2 separate regions of the Mus musculus genome follow, and region 1 is linked to region 2. Evidence: chromatin contacts called from public promoter capture Hi-C data. All regions are on one chromosome and are shown on one strand. The core of a region is the stretch at or near the end of the contact, and the rest is flanking DNA. Distances in the headings are between cores, read along the strand shown. Region 1 has its middle 74 kb from the start of Olfr291. Region 2 overlaps Zfand6 (zinc finger, AN1-type domain 6).

Region 1 (4,202 bases), core at 929-3,428, 150 kb before region 2:
CTTCCTTGCCACACTTGAAGCAGGGACCTAGTGGCTCCTTCTGGGAATTCATTAGAGATCCTGATCCAAGAGTTAGTACTTGTGTTGCACTCATTACAATTATGGAAGACCTTAAAAGCCAAGGCCAGAACCTTGGCTTGGGGTAAAAGTAGGCCTTGGTCATTTGAATTTGGCCCTTATGTCTGAGTAGAACTGAGCAAAACATAGATCATAAAAAGTTGTTGGTCAACTAAGGTGTCTAGGTCTATGTTTGCATGTTCAAGTAGGGACTGTGTGGTGCATCAGAGGAAATGAGAGGGATTTTCAGGCTTGCCCAATTATCTCATGGACTTTTTGAAAGTTAATTGGTTTTAGGGTAGCTCTCCTCAGGCCAGAAAGGAGACAAGTAATAAACCAGTCCCTGGCCTGATAATCATCACCGTCATTGTAATCTCAATGAGTATCTATGTTAGAGGCTGCTGCAGCTCTGGCAAGGTAGGTCCTGTGTGTTTGGTGTATTTGATCTGCATGGTCACAGGCCTTTTTCCATACATGTATGCATTACCCAGAGAGGAGGTTATTGGAAAGGAGCATAGAGACGTCATGAAAGGTATGGTCACAAGATTGTGTTATAAAATGTTTGATAAAGGTGGTAAGGTCTGAGGTAAAGGAAACTAGACATTTTTTAACCTATTAACAGGATTTTTGGACGTTTAATAACAGACACCAGATTTTGAAGGGGAATCCACAAACAATGCCAAACTCAACAGAAAATGCCTACGAATCATCCATACGAGTCTGCCCAAACCAATAAAGTTTGTGGCTCGGTGCAGTCTTTCTGGTCCCACAAGACAGAGCAGGGACAATAGAACAGAGCAGGAATGCTCAATGATCTATCAAAACCCAAAAAACCTAGGGGATGCTTGAAACAGCAAGAAATGGGGGATAAGAAGTTGAGGCAACAGAAGGACCAGAAAGTGTAGAAGGGAGGGCAGAGCTACTAGCCAATCTTAGTCACATCACCAAAATGAAAGGACCTCCAAGTCTACACAAAACACACCCATACACCAAACCCTTACTCCAAAGGAGATTTATTTACCCTAGAAGGATCAGTGGGCTGCTCTGCACCCCACAAAGACAGCAGCAGGAAGCACTGCAGGAATGGTTTTTTAAGAAGAAAGGGGGGAGGGAGTTTATGCTAAGATGAGTTGTGTACTATGTGAACTGAGATTTAATATTAAGAGTAGAATAAAAAAAAAAACTGTGTTTACTTCATCCAGGGTTGCCAAGGAAAGCAGAAATATCTTCCAAATAGCTGCCATTAAAACCTCTATACATTGTCAATTTATTGCAATAGTAATATTAATAATAAACTCTGACGTAGAAAAACACAAACATGTCCAATCATGTTTCTGACATAGTAAACCCAGACAATAGAGCTGCTATTCCAGGATGCCTGGGGCCCTAGTTTCCCATCCCTGGCAAAACAAAAACAGAAAACAAAAAGAAACAAAAGCAAAACAGAAAAGCAATCTGCTCCTTTCAGGGACTATAAGGATAACCCTGAATGCTAACTTAGCCAGTACAGGAAGAAAAAAAAAAAAAAAAAACGTTCATCCTACCTCTCTTTCCACAACTCTAACTCTCACCATGGGTTTGCAAGGGTAATTTTATCTATTATTATCTTGATAAGGAAACAGGTTCAGAATTAACCAGTACAAAGATGAAGCTAATGCAAAAGCAGAGAAGCCAGATTAAATCCAGATGTGTCTTCCAAGGCTCCATCACTCTGCTTTCCTTTGAAAACATCACTTGTTTCCCTCGTGTAAACTCACCTGATCATATTCCTTTAGAAAATGTTCCAGCTCTCCCATCTAGGTTGCCACATACATACATACATACATACATACATACATAGGTACATGGCTGTTGTTTTTGTATTCTTCGTCTTCACGATTTTCTCTTGCTTTATAGGGAAGATATCATCTTTTTTCATCCCTCGGGTACTACTAGATGTTGAATAATAAGTAACCTACATTTACCGTGCTCTATCTAAAACACTGACAAAGTCTTCCTCTTAATGGGACAAGGGTTTCATTCTGGAAAACAAAATCCACTACCAGACAGGCCAATGCTCTCAGAGGAGCTAACTACAAGTTTGTGCGCCCCCAAGTGGCCAGAGCGACCATCGGATCAAAAGCGCGCTCCCAAAATGACTACGCGTTATAAAAGAAGACTTGAGTCTCACTGTGGACGTGAGCAACACGGGAGGACCCGGCCCCACCGGATGACACGTACCCACCTGAGAGGCCGGGTGCGCGCCGGAACTGCGCCTGCGCAGATTAAGAAAAAGAAAGAAAGAAAGAGAAAAAAACGTGTGTATTGGACTTTCAAAACCGTAGTTTCTGTGATGCGAGGTACACAGGGCTTATACAATCGCCTCAGAATTTGGGACCTCCAGCCATGGGGGCTGCAGATGCTGCCTCATCTATACCCATCGCTCAGCGTCCTTCGATTCTGAAAGAACTGAGATCACAGGGGCCAACGCTATCCAGCCTCGCCTGCGGCACACGCTGTCTCCAGCAGGGGGCGATGAGGTGTCTGGTGCTGCCCACTGCTAGTGGTGCTGCAGCCCAGGTTCCTGTTGTTGGCTCCTTGAGGACTGCTAGATTGAGGTGGCAAGATAGAAAAAGACCTGCTGCCCCCAGGTACTAATTCCTATAGGTTAAAGAACAAAAGACTCCCTCGACCTACAAGGCATCTTCCTCCATTTGAGTGGGTACCTTGGCTGGTGAACCACATGGACCACATACAGAAATAGGCCCTGCCTAGAGGACGTTGTTCTCTTACCTCTGGAGAATTTAGAATTCAGAGAGAGTCATCCTGATCTTTATTGTCACAGAGTTCGGCAGTCATGTCACTGTAGAATAACTCGAACTTGGTTCTCCTGTAGGAAGTCTTCACAGAAAGCTTATTGGAAAGTGGAGAGAGACCCTGGGGTACTTCTGTGTTGGGAGAGTCTGGTAACAACACTGTCGCACATATAGAGAAGAGCACTACAGTTACCCTATATGAACAACCAGGAAATCCAGTGGATTAAGAGTTCATTTTCAGCCTATAAAGGTCTTAAATCTTTTAAATAACAAGCTGGATTCTAAAATTTTACAAGGTAATGTGAAAGTTTGGTAGACCCATGTTAACAGTGAGTTCATATGAGAATTCAAGCATTTCAAACTTTTTAAAAAAAAAGCATTGAAAATAAAGATCACAGGTGGAGATTATGGCTTCCAGATATTAAGTCAGACTGTAAAGCCTGATTTATAAGGCAGTGCTGATGCTGTAATACTCAAAGGGACTGTGGACTAACGGAAAGGCAGAAAATAGATCTAAAGCCATCTCAAACCACTGGGACATTCTTTTTTTTTAATAAATAAGTGTTGAAACAACATTCATAAGGAAAAAAACCTAAATTAATTAGAGATATAGTGTAAAAACTGACTCTATAAGTTCCAAAGAAAATAAGACAATAACCTTATTGAGAAAATCTTTTCTCAGAAGCATAGGTAGTGAAGCAAAAGGTAGATAGCTTTGCTAACAAAATACTTTAAACTGTCACAGCAAAAAACAAAATGATATCTAACAAGCTGGGGAAAAATTATAGCATATACTGCAAAGACTTGTATTTCTGTGGATAAAGGTCTAAACAACTGGCTTCCATAACAGAATACCTGTTTATAATAACCAGAAATTTATAATGGGTAATTTACAATAGACAAGAGTGTGTTCACCCACAGTTCTGGAAGCTGGCAATTAAGGGTTCTTCCTCACCATTTCTGGATAATCAATTTAATGACAAGACTGTTCAAGATAAATCTTTATATACACATATATACTTGATAGATAGATAGATAGATAGATAGATAGATAGATAGATAGATAGACAGATAGACAGACAGATAGACAGATGATACATGAAGTGGATGGCATGTGTGTGTACCACTGGCATGCAGTGCCCAAAGGGGCCAGAAGAGAGCATCACATCCTCTGGAATTGGACAGAGGCAAATGAATTGTCATATGGGTACTGGAAATTGAATCCCCATATTCAGGAAGAGTCAGGAAGAGCAACCAGTGCTCTTAACCACTGATCCATTTCTCCAGCCCTCAAGATAATTCTGTAAGGGCTAATCTTCAACAAGTGATGCCAAGACAAGTAAGTGTTCA
Region 2 (3,858 bases), core at 522-3,021:
CACAAAGGAATGCTTTAAAGCTACTGCAGGATTTACTGGCCTAGAATTGTATCTGACTGCTTACTACTCACTAGTTACAAGATGCTTTGTACTGTTCTTTGTTAAAGGAGAGCTCTTTCAAGTCTTCAATCCCCTTTTCAGACATCTTTTCCTTTATTCTTCACACTGCATACTGATCGCTGCCAAAGTCCCTCTAAAGTTAGTTCTTCACACTATAGTCCTTGGTCTACAAATATTAGTGCCTTGAATCGGAAGAGCCTTGGTTCAGATTCTTTGTTTTTATCATGGGGCAATACTAATTTTTCTGTTTTATAATATATGTTTGCTTTTAGCGCTGAAATTAGAGATAGAGGGATGCATACAGAAATAACATGTTTAACCTTTGAAAATCATGGTGCATGCCCATAAAATCTCTGACTTGAGAAACAGAGGCAAGAAGACTAGGCATTCAAGGCTAGGGCAAACTATACAGACAATTTAAGGCTCCTCTTGGGCAAGGGAGGAAGGAAGGAAGGAAGGAAGGAAGGAAGGAAGGAAATGCTTTTTTTCCATTTTATTATGTTATAAACTAGGCTATTACGTTTTTACACTGTTTCCTTTTTAAAAATTCATCATAGATGCTCATTTACAACTTTGTTTTCATTTCTGAAGCAAGGCTGCATCATGCTAGTTTTCATTTAGAGCATTCATGTAATATTTGGGATGTGTTAAAACGCACGCACGCACGCTGTTGCTTTGGTTTCCTAAGCATAGACTTCTGGCCGTACTTAGCCTGTGGTTTCCCAGCCCTATGATCATGGTAGGTTACAAGTGTCTCTGTTTTCTATAGGAAGTGGTATACTATGTCCTTTTAGTTTGTTTGGATATTTAGAAGGTGAACTTTTCAAACTGAAATAATATTGAGTCCAGCAGCACTTACCTGAAGGAATTAAGAGATTCTCTTGAGCCCAGGTGTTTAACACCATTCTGGGCATCAGAACAAGCCCCTATCTCTAAAATTAGAAAAGTAATTTTAAAAAACTTTATGTTAAAAAAATAAAAATATCTTTTGCTTTTCTAGCCCTGTGTCAAATCAGTCACTTTTATCAGAATCTGTAGCACCTTCCCAAGTGGACAGTACATCTGTGGACAAAGCAGTATCTGAGACAGAAGACCTGCAAGGTTTGCAAATGATAGCATGTGTTTGTTTAACACTTGAGTTTTGTAGGCCGGGCACTAGCATAGATGTGGGTATTTAGAACAGTACCTGCTTATTGTATATGCTTTGTTAGTTTTGTTATGAGAAGAGTATTTTAAATTCTCAAATATTTAAATTCTTAAATATTTAATAGTTGGGATCTACTTTCCACTTGTATATAATTAGATCAGAGTAAACAGAAGATTCAAATCTGATGTAATTAGAGTGAGCAATAGAAGTATTATACTATATGTTCTGTTGTGTTAGGCAGTTAAATCCCAAAACTCTCCTCTCCGAGCACTGGGACTACTGGCTTGCTGATTTTGGTTTTGACTGATTATCCGGGAGGCTTTTCTTCCTGCTTCCCAGGCACTCCTCTCCCCGTGTGAACTACAGAGTAGTGGTCACATCCAGCTCCTTGCATTCATAAGTGCGGCACCCCATGTTCTCACCCTGGTTCCATGGATTCAAATGATCCAAGAACTCTGAGAAACTTATCTGAAGGCACTTGCAATGGGGAGGCATTTAGGAGGTTTCATAATCTTTGCTAGGCTCTGTTATCCTGTCAGCCAAGGGAGCTTACTGTGCAAAGATAAGTTCAGGGTTGTGTGACACCATGGCATGGTTTAAGGAGACAGCACACTGACGTCTGCATCATGTATAGTGTAGGCATTCTGGTAACAGATGATCTGGAATATTCAACTTTTTCCTTGAATTTTATATTAAATAATATAGATATCCTTTACTTCTTGCCCTGTCAGTACTTGACCGGAAGAGCTGAAGTTGTATACAGTTGTGAGCTGCTTGTGTGGGATCTGGGTATTGAACTTGGGTCCTCTGCAGGAGCAGTATGTGCTTCTGACTGCTGAGCCATCTCTCTAGCCTGTTACAGAAAAATGATGTTGAGTGAGGCAGAGGTGATAATGTAAAATTTGAAAAAATATTTGGAAGGTGTAGATAGGTAAAAGGAAAGTGATGAGAATTGTTCCTGAATTTTAGATGGTCTGGTATAGACTGCTAAAGTGAGAATAGAGTTTGAAAGCAAAGCAGGAGGGAAAGGAACAGAAAACAGCCATCTGATCCTGATTAGGTTCAGGCCATAGACACAACCAAAGGGATATCCCAGGAGCAATTAGTTTTGAGAGGGAGGTTAGCAGAGAAAAGAAAAGAACAAAAATACCACTCACTCAGGAGAGTTATGGGTGTCTTAAACAGAACACATTTTAAATTTCTGTGTGAAAAGAATTTGTAAAAATTAAAGGGTGTGATGTGCATGCCTTTGATTTCTTTGAATTCAAAGCCAGTTTGTTCTGCATGGCAAGTTCCAGGACGGCAAAGGCTACATAGTGAGACCTTGTCTCAGAAAAATAAGACGACCAAAATGAACAAAGATTAAAGTTGCAGTTGAGAGTTGAACGGTTTGATAAAGGAGGGTGAGTTAATAACACAACAGCGTAGGTGCTTTACACCAATTTGATGTTTGGAGAACGTCAAAGTTTCCTTCAGCTTACCCTGAGTGCATTAGCCAAGAAAGTAGTTATGTCATATTAGGAAGGCTGCAAAATTTTTTTAATTAGGTATTTATTTCATTTACATTTCCAATGCTATGCCAAAAGTCCCCCACACTCTTCCCCATCCACTCCCACTTTTTGGCCTTGGCGTTCCCCTATACTGAGGCATATAAAGTTTGCATGACCAATGGGCCTCTTTCCACTGATGGCCGACTAGGCCATCTTCTGCTACATATGGAGCTAGAGGCACGAGCTCTGGGGGTACTGGTTAGTTCATATTGTTCCACCTATAGGGTTGCAGATCCCTTTAGTTCCTTAGTTACTTTCTCTAGCTCCTACATTGGAGGCCCTGTGATCCATTCAATAGCTGACTGTGAGCATCCACTTCTGTGTTTGCTAGGCCCGGGCATAGTCTCACAAGAGACAGCTATATCTGGGTCCTTTCAGCAAAATCTTGCTAGTGTATGCAATGGTGACAGTGTTTAGAAGCTGATTATGGGATGGATCGCCAGATATGGCAGTCTCTAGATGGTCCATCCTTTCGTCTCAGCACCAGACTTTGTCTCTGTAACTCCTTCCATGGGTGTTTTGTTCCCAATTCTAAGAAGGGGCAAAGTGTCCACACTTTGGTCTTTGTTCTTTATGAGTTTCATGTGTTTTGAAAATTGTATCTTATATCTTGGGTATTCTAAGTTTCTGGGCTAATATCCACTTATCAGTGAGTACATATTGTGTGAGTTCTTTTGTGATTGGGTTACCTCAAGATGATTCCCTCCAGGTCCATCCATTTGCCTAAAAATTTCATAAATTCATTCTTTTTAATAGCTGAGTAGTACTCCATTATGTAAATGTACCACATTTTCTGTATCCATTCCTCTGTTGAGGGGCATCTGGGTTCTTTCCAGCTTCTGGCTATTATAAATAAGGCTGCTATGAACATAGTGGAGCATGTGTCCTTCTTACCAGTTGGAACATCTTCTGGATATATGCCCAGGAGAGGTATTGCGGGATCTTCCAGTAGTACTATGTCCAGTTTTCTGATGAACTGCCAGACTGATTTCCAGAGTGGTTGTAGAAGCTTGCAATCCCACCAACAATGGAGGGGTGTTCCTCTTTCTCCACATCCTCACCAGCATCTGCTGTCTCCTGAAGTTTTTATCTTAGCCATTC

Evidence for each region. Capture Hi-C pulls out chosen DNA fragments and counts their contacts.
Region 1: a contact with region 2 is called in a promoter capture Hi-C map of adipose tissue. The contact joins two enhancer-like sites. A contact is called at or near these places in 2 of 39 promoter capture datasets (the C10 cell line and hippocampal neurons), 2 of 15 datasets of contacts at CTCF or cohesin (CD8 T cells and the NIH/3T3 cell line), 1 of 484 Hi-C or Micro-C datasets (Th1 cells) and 1 of 9 other capture datasets (adipose tissue).

Annotation. Positions count from the first base shown.
Region 1 is chr7:84,777,702-84,781,903 of GRCm38.p6, reverse strand. No RefSeq gene overlaps it. Among named protein-coding and RNA genes, the nearest start is that of Olfr291, 74 kb to the left of the region's middle. Within about 2 kb of position 2,178, at least 282 of the 459 cell types and tissues checked have an H3K27ac peak or open chromatin away from gene starts, as enhancers often do. A contact at or near this core is called in adipose tissue, where this site is marked.
Region 2 is chr7:84,629,959-84,633,816 of GRCm38.p6, reverse strand. Zfand6 (zinc finger, AN1-type domain 6) reads left to right here. Exons shown (of 7, transcript NM_001360578.1): 4 at 1,061-1,161. Among named protein-coding and RNA genes, the nearest start is that of Fah, 26 kb to the right of the region's middle. Within about 2 kb of position 1,771, at least 11 of the 459 cell types and tissues checked have an H3K27ac peak or open chromatin away from gene starts, as enhancers often do. A contact at or near this core is called in adipose tissue, where this site is marked.